Regions from separate parts of the Mus musculus genome. Here regions 1, 2 and 4 are each linked to region 3. Evidence: chromatin contacts called from public HiChIP or PLAC-seq data. All regions are on one chromosome and are shown on one strand. The core of a region is the stretch at or near the end of the contact, and the rest is flanking DNA. Distances in the headings are between cores, read along the strand shown.

Region 1 (3,103 bases), core at 582-3,081, 630 kb before region 3:
CTTCTTACAGTGTCTTCGTGCAATCCCTGAGCTTTGTAGTTACGCTCTGAGGTCCTTACAAGAGACTCTAGCTAGCTCTTGCCCCTGAGACACATCTCTCTATGTATCTCTCAGTCAAATGCTTACAAACTGTATCAGATATCATGAGAGAGGGCCCTTGCCAGGAACTCCAGAGCTTTTTGCAGATTTGGAAGGCTCCCTAAGACAGTCAGAATAACGTAACATGAACCTCATGTGCTGGATTGATCCAGGGCTTCTGAACCTCAGCCATGTAGACCTTTGGGGTGTGGTAATTCATTGATGTGGAGACATTCCCTGATTTCTACCCTCTACACAATAGGACCATCACTCAATTGTGACAGTTCAAACAACTCTTAACACTGTGGAATGTCCTTTGGGGAACCATAGACTCTGTTGGAGGCTATGGACTTACCTCTGGTGACAGAAGCTGGAAGAATGATTTGATCAGGGGTGTGGGTTGCAGGTATATACTCAGAAGAGGTATCATGAGTTTTCAGAGTGCTAGAAAGTTCTGGAAGGTGATTGCACAGGAGATGCATAGGTGATAGTGCAATTGAACACTTATGATTTATAAACTTTATTCTATACAAAATGGATCTAAAATGAGTCTTGGGCATGGTATAACTAGCCTTGGGGTTCAGTTCTGATTCTACTTTATGACTTGGTTCTCTGTGTAAAGTGGGAGATACTAGAGAAGCCACCTCTCGGGGCTGCTGCTAAGATCCTTGAGAGTGAGTGCAGAACTTGTGAGATGCTCAGCAGACCCGAGTTTCATTCCTGGGACACACAATGTAGGCGAGCATTCACTCCTGACACTTGTCCTCTGATCTCCACAGTGTACGGCACTAGTACTAGTGCACAAAATAAATATATACAATTAGAAATTGAGTGTAAAATACTTAGGCTCTAAGCATCTTAGTGGGGTTGCTGTCTCTTCCTGTGTCTTGGTCTCCTCAGCTAGGTTTGCTTTCTGAGGTCTCTTAGGGTCTCTTAGTGTTGCTTTTTATAGCCATTTTCTTCTTTATTTTAATATTTATTTTTAACTATTGGTTATGATTGTCTGACTGCATGTATTTTGTGCATCATGAGTGTTTATGGTGCCTACAAAGTCCAGAGGAGGGAATGGGATACCCTGGAACAGGAGTTACAGACAGTTGTAAGCCCTCATATGGGTGTCAGGACCAGAACTTGGGTCCTTGCCCAGAATAGCAAATATTCTTAACCATGGAGCCAACTCTCCAGCCCCTAGAACCATTTCTTTTTCAGGCTCAAGGTGTCCAATGAGGCTAATTCTTTATGATCAACAAAATTTGTGATCAGAATTGTTGGGAGCATTGGCATAGATGAAGAGCTAAGGGGTTTCCAGAACATTCCATCCAGCCATTTTAGAGGTAGAAAAGAAGGGTGGTGAGGGCTATGGGGATTTCACCCAGCATGGGGCCACTTTGCAGTCTGGCCTTCCCCCCTCTCCCCCAAGGAGGCTATCTGATAGACCCTTGTGGTTCAGTCCCTGTTCTAATACTGGGCAGGGCTGGGATATGGAACTTCTTAACTGGAAAGGTGAAGTAGAATTTGGTTGTCAAAAGAAGTCTGAAGCAGAACACTGCTCCCTCTGAATCATCCCTTTTGTTAAGGATTAAAAAGAAAAAAGCCACCCCAAAGACATAACCCACCCTAGAGAGTAGAGGTAACTGGGCTTGTGGGAAAGGAGGAACAGCTGGCATCAGGTCAGAGGGTGGGGAAGGGAGGAGAGAGGATGTCCCACCCCTGTGGAGGACGCATAAAAGGCATGCACGGCAGGGAAGTGCCATAGTCTTCTCTTGGCCTTGGTCAAGTTCAGCTCCTGTCTGCTCTCTCTCTCTCACCTTCTTGCTCCCACCATGAGCTGCCGCTTCCAGAGTTCCTCCATGAGCTATGGAGGTGGTTTCGGAGCTGGTTCTTGCCAGCTTGGAGGAGGCCGTAATATCTCCTCCTGCTCATCTCGGTTTGTCACTGGAGGGTCAGCTGGAGGCTATGGAGGGGGCATGAGCTGTGGCTTTGGTGGAGGAGCTGGTGGTGGCTTTGGAGGTGGCTTTGGAGGTGGCTTTGGAGGTAGCTATGGCGGAGGTTTTGGCGGTGGCTTTGGTGACTTCGGAGGTGTCGATGGTGGCCTCCTCTCTGGCAACGAGAAGATCACCATGCAGAACCTCAATGACCGCCTGGCCAGCTACCTGGATAAGGTGCGCGCCTTGGAGGCAGCCAATGCCGACCTGGAGGTGAAGATTCGTGACTGGCATCTGAAACAGAGCCCAGCTAGTCCAGAGCGGGACTACAGTGCTTATTATAAGACCATCGAGGAGCTCCGGATCAAGGTGAGGCCTCTGATGCTAAGAAGTTTTCCTCAGGACAGGGCAGAGCCTCAGAGGCCAGGCCATGCAGTGTTACAGACGACCAGGTGTGGATGGAATCGACCTTCTTCTTGCAAGGGGAATATTGTAACTTTGTACTACCGAGAGTCTCCGCTACTGAAATTTTCTTATGCCATGACCCAAATGCATTCTCTCCCACACTTCATGTTTATTGGTGTCATGACTCCTGCCAAGTCTTTTTTTAATGGCTTCCTGAACTGTTACTTGTGACTCAGTTGCTATAACCTACGACTGACTTACTTGGAAATGTGACATTTTAAAAAAGTCACTGCAAACGGATAAACCGGATAAAGAAAAGATATCGTTGTTCACTGTTTATTTTGGAGAAACCCCATAGACTTATTCTCAGTGGGCAATGACTCAGAGGGTGTAAAGAGGCTGAGACTCAGGCTGGTACAGAGCCTGGAAGCCCTCAGTGTGGCCTGTCAATCACACTGCGACACCAACTTGTCAGAGCAGAAGTCTACTAGCCTGGGTCAGGCCCCAATTACACAAAGCAGGCTTTAAATGCTTACGCTGTAAATGTTCAGGCATTCAAGTGGATGCCTGAGTTCAAGAGAGTTGAGTGGATGGGTTTTCCTCTTTGCTTATCTGGGAGGTCAGCTCCAGGAGCATGGCCAGAATACATCTGGAGTCACACTGAGCCCCTTCTGATCTGAAGGGGGAAAGCTATC
Region 2 (3,448 bases), core at 811-3,310, 520 kb before region 3:
GACAAAGTCTCTCATTGCACTTGAGGCTCACAGACTGGCTAGGCCAGCTGTCCAAGAGCGTCAGAGATGTTCAGAGATCTTCTGTGTCTCTCTTCCCAGTGTTGTGATTACGGCTGTGCACCTCTGTGCCTGACTGCAAACGTAGGTGCTGGACATCTGAACGATCTTAATGCTTGCGTGGCGAGCACCTTCCTGTCACACATCTCTCGGACCTGCATGGATTCCTCTTTCATAAGCTCTCCTCCCTGCTCATTGGTGATGACATAAACTCACTCCCTTCATTGTTTCTCCCTTTGTCTCCACTTCTCTGGAATTTCCAAAGTCTGGCCCTCAGCTCTTGCTTCTCTCTCTCTCTTCTTTCCCTCTGCCCATCTCTGTACTTCTCACACCTGCACCCTAGTCATACCCATATCTGTCATTAACGTTCCTATCATAACTCTATCCTTTGATTCCCTTTGCCCCCTTTTGCTGCTTGCCTAGACTGCTATAATAACCTCCTTGATGGTCTGTCTGCGTCCAGCCTTTTCATTCTTTTTCTGAAACTGTCTCTTCTGTCTGTCTCTCTGTCTCTGTCTCTGTCTCTCTCTCTGTGAACATTTGTCAAAATGGTACCTCAAAACTTTTGTCATACCCCAGGTTCCAAAACTCCCATGGATGCTGATACCAGGGTGATCCAAGTCTTCCATTGTGCACTGGTAGCAAGTGACTTCAGCCTCATTAGATAATTTTATCTTCTACCATTTCCCTTCACTGATGCCTACACTTGGGTTCCTCCACCATGCTGGGTTTTCTTGCTGTGTCATGGTGCGTGTACTAAATCTCACCTGGACTTCCTGGTTTTACTCTCTCTGTTTCTTAGACAGCACACTGCACTACGTCCCGGCACAGGTCCATGTCTGTGAACCTGCAAACCTGATGATGCTTGCTTTTCCCAACATGCAAACCTCTCACATGCTACCTGTCACTTCCTGCTTCCGATATTTGCTTCTTGTTTACATCTTCATCTATTTGGTCCATACTCGCTCAATATGTTCATCGTGTAACAAGGTCCTAGAACTGGAGCTCAAAGATGAATTGCACCCTGCCCTTTCGGTCAGAAGCTCAAACAGAGAGATAAAAGCAAAAGTCAGGACGATGCCATGCTCAAGGTAGAGCAGAAGGAGAGCTCAGAGAGGAGATAAGACCTGACTGAAGAGGTTCAGAAGGGAACCGGGTTCCTTGTCCAGTGGCAATGTGAAATGATGAACAGAAGCCGGCGTTAGGCTTGTATAACCACATAGCATCTCCTACCTGCGACACGTTGGTTTGCTGTGTGTAAAATAGGAACAACATCATTTACCTTGAAGATTTGTGCCAAGGGATGGTGAGATCCAAAAGTTGTAAAACAATGCCAGCCAACAGGACTGTCTGGGAACTGTGCAGGTGTCCAACAAGTGGGAGTTCCCTCTGCCTGTAGCACTTGTCCACCTTCCTCTCCTTGAAGTGTCTAGTACCTCGATTGAGATAAGATGCGATCCTAGTGCTGTCTGCGATGTGATTGGTGGACGGTATCTACAAGCAGGGTCACAAAGAAGCTAGGCTATCTCAGCACCTGGTTTTCGTTTGTTTGTTTGTTTGTTTGTTTGTTTGTTGTTTGAAAACTGTGATTCTGACCTTTGGAAATCGGGCATAGGAAGAATTCTGCTTCTCTGTTTCATTGAGCAGGACCAGTGGCTCACTCAAGTGTCAGGGGCCCTCACAGAGTAGCAGCACTGTCCCTTGACCTACCACACCCTATTAATGAAGGTTGGGCCTTTCATGAGACCTACCCTTTGAAGTCATACCACCAAGCTCTTACCTCATGATGGATGGCACGGCAAGGAGTCCCGACTGAGGGAGAAGCCCAAGTAAAGCCTTTTATGAGGTAAGGGAGTCTTCTGAGGAAGCAGAGCAAATGAATGGGGTAGCCTTTGACCATCACTAAATGAGCAAAGCCAAAAGAAAAAAGAGAGAGAGACTGACTTATACGTCCCCACCCAATTTGGAGTGGATATAAAAGCTCACCAGAGGAAGGGGACTCAGAGCTCTGAGGCTTGGAGAATACACACCTCATCTTCAGCCAGGCACCTCCCTCCCTCCAGCACCATGCCATACAACTGCTGCCTGCCCGCCATGAGCTGCCGCACCAGCTGCTCTTCCAGGCCCTGCGTGCCCCCCAGCTGCCATGGCTGCACCCTGCCCGGGGCCTGCAACATCCCCGCCAATGTGGGCAACTGCAATTGGTTCTGTGAGGGCTCCTTCAATGGCAATGAGAAGGAGACCATGCAGTTCCTGAATGACCGCCTGGCCTCCTATATGGAGAAGGTGAGGCAGCTGGAGAGAGAGAATGCAGAGCTGGAATGTAGGATCCAGGAGAGGAACCAGCAGCAGGACCCCCTGGTGTGTCCTGCCTACCAGGCCTACTTCAGGACCATTGAGGAGCTGCAGCAGAAGGTGAGCGGGACGGGCACCCACAGCATTCCTAGCAGGAAGTTCTCAGGAGAACGTGTGAGACACAGAAATGACATGAACTCTTGGCGTGGTGGAAAATTTGATAACCACATTTCCAGCTTTTTAAGCATTTTTTTTCTTGTGGACTCTTCTATTTGCAGACTGGAGACTGTTAGTTTTGAATCTTGGCAGAAATTAGACTTGGTGGAGGTCATAGGAGTTTAGATAACCCCCACTATTATTAAGAGTGGTCTGTGGGTGTTTCTGAGCTCTGAAAGTATTTCCTTAAGGAAAGAGAAAAGGACTGAGCCAAAGAAGGAAGTCATGTAGTAGGAAGGACCAGGTTTTTTTCTCTCTTAACTTGGTATGTTGCTACTCTGACCTCTGGTTGACCTCTTTTGGGCACCTTACCACTCTGATCTCATTATCTTGACCCTGGAATTTCCTTGGTGCACCTTGTACAGTGAGGAATAAGAGTATTTCACTAAAACCAGAAATATTAGACACTAAATAGAAATGGTCCCAAGCCATCCAGGATGGCCCTGAGAACAGGAACAACCTCCATTGCCTCTGCCCCTGTGTTTCTGCTTTATGTATTCATCTTGCCAACTTGACTGAAAGTTTGTTAAAGTGCAATATTTTTTTAACTTTTAGAGCCTTTCTAACCAAACACCAGTTGTTTTAAACAAATACAAATTGTTTTTATCAGTTTATTAATATTCCTTATTAAGAAAGGAGAAAAATAAGATCATCTGCTGATAAATTTTTGTTTATTTGCATGTCTGCCTCCAGATTTAGTCCCTCAAGTATTTTTTGAGCATTTATTGTATATGAATAGCATGTAATAGACACACAATATGCTGTAATTAAAAAAATATTCTGATGTTTCCATATAAACAAATTAAGAGGATTTCTCTTGATAAAAAGAGCCACCCTCCTGCTCATTATACAATGTTTTTGGATCTCTAGATCTTGTGTG
Region 3 (3,061 bases), core at 132-2,631:
ATATCCCATACAGGCCTCATTTTCCCTGATCTGTGCAGTTGGTGGCATTGAAGAGTGACACCAAAGTCTCTTCTGATAACTGACATTTTATTTTTTGTTTCGTATGTATGTGTGCCTCATGTTTGTGAGCATGGGGGTGGGAGAGGATGAGCACACCAGAAAGCAGCAAAGGTCACTGGGTGTCCTCCTCTGTCACCTTCTACCTTATTCCACTGAGACAGAGTCTCTCCTTAAACCAGGAGTTACACTGGTGGGCTCCAAGCCCCAGAGACCCTCCTGTCTCTGCACTCACACCAACAACGGAAAGGTGTAATAGCAACACCACACATAGACTCTGGGGATACACATAGACTGTGTGCATGGCTGGCCCAGCAAGGACCCTGACCCTCTGAACTATCTCCATAGACCCTGACAGCTTATTTCTACGTCATCTTTAAATGGAGTCACCAGTAACCAGCACAGAGCCCTTGCCCCAAACTACATCATTATTCACTCTCAACCTCTGCCTTGGCAGAAAGTTAAGATGCATCACACATGTCAGACCACCACGACGGGCTTCCTGTTTTCATAGCCCCTGCTGTAGATCGCATACAGGTCAATGGTCCGGGGACTCAACCAAAAAAAACAGAGACTGCCCAGGGCTACTGGTCAAATAGCAAAGCCATCTTTTCCTCCCTGGAGCCCAGGGACATCCCAGGCACAGGCTGGCTTGTTTGGTTTTGAGGTGTGCTGGGATCAAAGGCATCCTGGAAGCGGAAGGCCAGTCATTCATTAATTAATTACGACTGTAATTGAGGGTTTGTTCTGAAGAGTGATTCCTTTGAAATTACTTTCCATCAAACGGCAGCAGACACAAAGGAATCAGATATTCAGAGCCCTCTCTGTTTCCTTCCGCACGGGAGCAGATTTCCTCCAGGACTTGAGATTCTGGTTTGTTCTGGTTCTAACCTTGTAAGTCTTTCTTATCCTGGTGTAAGAGGGTTTATCTGGAGCACTGTGTGTGTGAGAGAGATTAATGGTTGGTTTTTTTTAAAAGAAAAGCTATACCACACCAGTCTTACTGTGGACTTTAATCTGACCTTTTTTGGGCGAATGTACATTGGAAATTTTCCACTGCGAGATTAGAAAGACATCTGAGATCTGCTACCCACCTGGTGGCCTGGGCCACGCCTCCGGGTTACCACTGGGAGGGAGGTGGTAACTGGCATATTCACGTGGTTCTAAACAACAACAGCAGAGTGTGTTGGCCCAGGGGCACCTCCGGATTGACCAAGAGGAAACACACATTGCACAATGATAGGATCTTGTCGGTACAGTTGTCAGAGAAGGAAACTCCCACAGCAAAGGGCATAAAACCATCTCAAGCAGTCTGAGGCAGTTCAGTCCTGTGAGCGTCAGAGAGCTGAGATAGCCCTGCTCCATACACAGATGGGACCATGAACTCCAGCCACAGCTTTAACCAGACCTACTCGGCCTCTGTCCACAGCCTCGGAAGCACCCGGGGGCGGCAGGGGAGCTGCCATCGGGCACCGAGTGTCCATGGAGGCGCAGGGGGTGTCCGCATCTCCCTTTCCTTCACCACGCCAGGCTGCCTGCCTCCTGGAGGATCATGGGGGTCTGGAAGAAGCAGTCCCCTGCTAGGTGGCAATGGCAAGGCCACCATGCAGAATCTCAACGATCGCCTGGCCACATATCTGGAGAAGGTGCGGGCTCTAGAGGAGGCTAACTCGAAGCTGGAAACCCGTATACTAAGGTGGCATCAGGAGAGAGAACCCAGCCACAGAAAGGATTATTCCCAGTATGAGGAAAACATCAGCCGCCTGCAGGAGCAGGTAAGACACTGAGAGAGACCCTGTAGCTATGGTACTGCCATACCCAGAGAGGATAGAGGGAGGGGGAACCAGACTGTGTGCATGGCAGTTCCCAGGGCAAACAGCAAAAAGAACTCAGCTCAAGTACTGCTCACCCAAATCTTACTGCTATAGCTTAAGTATGGATGGATTCGGGGAAATCTGTTTATAAAAATAATTTCCTCTCTGCAAATGATGTAGAAACCAGACAGCAAACATTTCAGATTTACTATACACTATCTTTTAAACAGCAAAACTGCCTGGTTTTCTACACACTTTAAAACATGGGGGGGTGGGGCGGGGGGTGAACCAAATATGTGAGCCTTAGGAGTGTCAGACAGCCTGTCACCGTGCAAGTATCACGTAAGATCCAACGACATCACAGAAATGATAAGGCTGCTATGCAGGGTGCACCCTCGGTACACAAGGCCCAGGAGAGAATTTGCTTCCAAATCAGATCAGTTCTGCTCCACCTCAGAGGCCTGACGACAGTGTGACTCTCTATCAACAAAAGGCTGAGTTACGCTACTGTGTAGGTCATGCGGAAAAAGCTGTCTCTCCAGCAGCAGATAGATCGTGGACATCCCTGGATATTTTTCTAGGAACTGCTAAAAGATAAAGTGGGTCACACTTCTGATAAAGGCATATTGCTGGGGGTGGGGGGGTGAGAATAGTAAAATTGGGCATTTAAAAACTGGAGAGATGGGCTTCCCAAAGAATACCATGCTTCCCAGTCAAACACCTAAGATGCTCAGCTTCTACTTTCTGGGATGCCTGGATACAAGCAGAGGGGTGACAGTCATCTCACAGTTGTGTTCTTAAAGCTATAACCCTTCCCTTTGTATGAAGGAGCATGATTTAACCCCCGCACCCCCGGAAAGGCCATTGCAGGCTTCCAATATTAATACCATATTATTTCACAATGCTCAGCCATCTTTGCTTGAATGTAGGAAGGACCAATCAAGATAACATAAATCTGTCCTTGTAATGACCCCTAATTATTGAATAATCGGCCTAATAACCAAGTGCGTAATTGCCTTAACTACAGAGTGCGCGGTCGTCTCTGTGAAGAAAACAAGGTGACTCAACATCCTCACGCTGTTTTTTCGTTTCATGAAGTTGCTTTGGTTTTAGAATGGAGGGGAAAGATGATGTCTACAGATGGAAAGCTGGGAGCATGACTCCCAAAAGAAATACCAGATTACACCTGC
Region 4 (3,209 bases), core at 5-2,504, 570 kb before region 3:
AGTCAACTCTCAGACTCTCTGTGGGGGAGAGGCTTTGCTCTCAAATCAGCTTGCCCCAGAGCAGCGTTCACATCAAAAGTGCTCCTTTGGAATGACGCACGTGGCCCAGCTGTTCATTTAACACAATGTCTCTGGATGATGCTTTTTGGCCGGGTATTGAGAACACATGAATGTGCAGGGCAAAGGTTTTGTTAGAATTTTTGATGGGAACTTCTTATGGTATTGGCAATGCTGATTTCAGAGCTCTAGAGGCGTTCTCCAAACCCTCCGAATTTGAGAGTTTTGCCATGGTCTTCATGGCTGAATGTAGTGGTACCTAGGTTTCCTACTTCATCCTTCCCTATTGCAGAAACACACACAGAATTTTAATAAAAAACTTAAATTACATATTATATATATATGAGTGCTTTGCTTGAATGCATGTATGTGCATCCCATGTGTGTCTGGTGCCTGTGAAGGTCAGAAGAGAGTGTCGGATCCCCTGAAACTGGAGTTAACAGCTGAAAGCCATCATGTGGGTGCTGGGTATTGAACCTGCGTCCTCTGCAAGAGCAGCAAGCACTCTTAACTGCTGAGCCATCTCTCCAGCTCCAAGTGAACAGAACTCCTGTCTGAAGATGAGGTATCTATGGTCCTGAGCCTCCTTAGCAACTTAGAGAGATGGCTATCTGAGGTCTGGGCTCAACCGGAGGCAGAGAACTAGAAACAGTAGAAGCTTGTGGGCACCAGGGCCTACTTGTGGGGTGTGATTAACATGTACTAGAGCCTTCTGGAGAGTGAGTGCTGCACGTATGTAATGTAGGCGAACCCTGGCCAAACCACATACCAGGCTGTCAGGCCATTCCTCAGCAATAACTGAAGTGCTTGCGGATCTCAGCACAAAGAACACACCTTCCTGTGTATCTTTGTCTAGTGACTCATGCACCTCTACGCTGACAGAATGTTACATAAATGACAGACACGCCCTCTCGTGGCCCCATCCTCAGCCTTCAGAACGCTGAATGACACAGATGCTAGTAACAGTGGATCTGTCAGCATGGGTTCCTTTGATTTGTGTGCCTAGTTGATAGCACGCTTCCTGTTCAGTCCTTTGGGCCTCATTTTTGTCTGTTGACCACTGAAGTATCTTTCATGTTCTCTTGTTTAGCTCGTTCTTTCTTCTCTCCCTGCAGCCTCCCCCACCATCGCCACTGACCGGGACTGCGTGTTTCCTTTGCCTCTCTCTCAAGCTGTGACCTGTCAACCACAAGCCCCACTTTGCCTACGGAGACGGTGCTGGAGATGATGCTGAAGTCAGGATTCCAATGCAGGGAGGGTATCACGGAGGTGGCGCTGGGGTCATGGTGTTTCCATCTCCTCCATTCTTAACCTTTTCAAAAGACCAGATTGCCCTGGAGACATTTCTACTAAAATGCAAGCAGTAGATGCTTCCAAATATTGGCTTTCTGTTAGCCCTTATGCTGTATTTCTTTGAAATTTAATTTGGCAAGAGTGTCGTTATCTTCCGTTAAAGCTCACATTGTTCTCAGTGTCTCTTCTGGGGTTTGGGTTCTAGTCCATTGTCCCAGAGATTTTTAAGATGCGACTGTGCGCCTGCTTCACGTGGACCGCCACCCACCGTGCACGTCAGTTGCTGTTATTTTGGTGTTGCTCTTCATGTGGTGGTCTTCAAGTTGTTGGATCCTCATTGGCCTTGCCACATTACTGCAGCTGGGTCTTAAGTCCCTGGGAGAATGCTCTTTCCTGACTCTCGGTGTGCACTTTGCCTGTAGTTCCCCAACGACTCCTGTTGCCAGGCTCGGATTCCTTCAGAACAGCTAAGAACTAACATGTCCCTACCGTGCTTTTGGCATCTTTGGCCTCTTGGTATTTTATCCGAGAGCAAACTCAGCCCTCTTAGAGATCCAGTTTAGTTAAAAGGAGCTTGGTCATGTTGAGAATTGCTTTGACCGAGTTGCCAAGTTTTATCTCTCATTCAGATTGGCCCCTGTCACAGAAGCATGAAATTCCTTAGGCCTGGAGGCCCAGCGTGGGTACTGGGGACAATTGTCTTGGTTCTGGCTCGATGCCCAGAGATGTACTTTTTTTTTTTTGAGAAGCATTGTCATAGATTTCTCAGTTCTCTGTCTTCGTTGCCCCACAAATTCTGGCTTTGAGGATTGCAGTTGACACTAGAACCCTCTAGGTCACTATCACCTCTTAACCAGGGTTCTGGAAAAGACCAAAGTGGTCCTTAGCAGGCCGTGATGGAAAGGCAGATGGAAAAGCAGTCCCGAGGGGCTAGGCTTTGCCAGGAGCTCCTGACTTTGGCAGGCACAGAATATGCCCGCAAGAACAAAATCTCCAATCCTAGCTTACCTGTGTATCTGGGAGAGGAGAGGAGAGGAGAGGAGAAGAGAGGAGAGGAGAGGAGAGGAAGAGGAGAGGAAGAGGAAGAGGAAGAGGAGAGGGGAGGAGAACAAAGCATAGATACCTTTCTTTGCTGCTACATCATTTGGAAGATAGAAAACTTTTGCTAGAGTCAGACAGAGCTGATCTCAGATGCTGCCTGGTGATGCTAGCCTGAGTCACTACAGTGGTGACCCCTTGATGCCTAGTCCTCAATGGAAGAAGTAGAATTATTACCATTTCTTTCCATTAGGTTGAGGGAGAGCTCACACAATGTTCCTGGCAGGTGGCAGGGACGTAGTAGATACCGCTTATGGAGAACCAGTGGGGACTGTCTGTCCAGCAGGAGGGAAGAGCTGGTGAGGTGCACTCCCAGGGTCAACTTGAGGAGCCCTAGCTGTCTATGGTGGTGGCCTGGAAGTGTGACAATAGCTCTTGTCTATAACCATGGTTCTTTCTAGAACCATGATTGCTACTAGAGACTTATTTCTCCTTTTGAGTGGTCCATCTGACACTAGGCAAATAGGTTTTTGTGTTATCACAAGCCTAGAATATCTCTCTCTGTCTCTATCTGTCGGTCTTTCTGTCTGTCTGTCTGTCTGTCTCTCTGTGTGTATGTGCATGCACTCATATGTGATATACCCGTCAAATTGCTGTATGAAAAATTGAGTTTACTCCCAGAGACTGGTGTTCCTGTCAAGTTTGGACGGAGGAATTTCTTTTTGCAGTGGGCAGTGGTAACTACAGAGATTCATAATTGGTCTAAATGCGGAGAATAAGTGGTTGTTGGATACTCAGTCCTGAATGGGACATCTAGAGCA

Evidence for each region. HiChIP or PLAC-seq counts read pairs in DNA pulled down with a chosen protein or histone mark.
Region 1: an HNF4G HiChIP or PLAC-seq map of pancreatic cancer cells shows a contact between it and region 3. The contact joins the promoter of Krt13 here to the promoter of Krt23 in region 3. A contact is called at or near these places in 10 of 39 promoter capture datasets (the HPC-7 cell line, cranial neural crest, embryonic stem cells and 5 more), 1 of 15 datasets of contacts at CTCF or cohesin (the NIH/3T3 cell line), 3 of 115 datasets of contacts at active chromatin or transcription factors (extraembryonic endoderm stem cells, pancreatic cancer cells and trophoblast stem cells) and 3 of 9 other capture datasets (adipose tissue, embryonic stem cells and macrophages).
Region 2: a FOXA1 HiChIP or PLAC-seq map of pancreatic cancer cells shows a contact between it and region 3. The contact joins the promoter of Krt33a here to the promoter of Krt23 in region 3. A contact is called at or near these places in 18 of 39 promoter capture datasets (3T3-L1-derived adipocytes, the C10 cell line, the HPC-7 cell line and 13 more), 2 of 484 Hi-C or Micro-C datasets (the MC38 cell line and hematopoietic stem and progenitor cells), 3 of 115 datasets of contacts at active chromatin or transcription factors (differentiating embryonic stem cells, pancreatic cancer cells and trophoblast stem cells) and 2 of 9 other capture datasets (adipose tissue and embryonic stem cells).
Region 4: a contact with region 3 is called in an HNF4G HiChIP or PLAC-seq map of pancreatic cancer cells. The contact joins the enhancer-like site here to the promoter of Krt23 in region 3. A contact is called at or near these places in 16 of 39 promoter capture datasets (3T3-L1-derived adipocytes, the C10 cell line, the HPC-7 cell line and 11 more), 3 of 115 datasets of contacts at active chromatin or transcription factors (extraembryonic endoderm stem cells, pancreatic cancer cells and trophoblast stem cells) and 3 of 9 other capture datasets (adipose tissue, embryonic stem cells and liver).

The regions. Positions count from the first base shown.
Region 1 is chr11:100,120,294-100,123,396 of GRCm38.p6, reverse strand. It overlaps Krt13 (keratin 13), which reads left to right and starts at 1,831. Exons shown (of 8, transcript NM_010662.2): 1 at 1,831-2,372. The coding sequence starts at 1,902.
Region 2 is chr11:100,014,824-100,018,271 of GRCm38.p6, reverse strand. Krt33a (keratin 33A) reads left to right here and starts at 2,060. Exons shown (of 7, transcript NM_027983.3): 1 at 2,060-2,472; 2 at 3,439-3,448. The coding sequence starts at 2,125.
Region 3 is chr11:99,491,440-99,494,500 of GRCm38.p6, reverse strand. Krt23 (keratin 23) reads left to right here and starts at 1,381. Exons shown (of 8, transcript NM_033373.2): 1 at 1,381-1,832. The coding sequence starts at 1,437.
Region 4 is chr11:100,065,511-100,068,719 of GRCm38.p6, reverse strand. No RefSeq gene overlaps it. Among named protein-coding and RNA genes, the nearest start is that of Krt31, 17 kb to the right of the region's middle. Within about 2 kb of position 1,254, at least 38 of the 459 cell types and tissues checked have an H3K27ac peak or open chromatin away from gene starts, as enhancers often do. A contact at or near this core is called in pancreatic cancer cells and trophoblast stem cells, where this site is marked.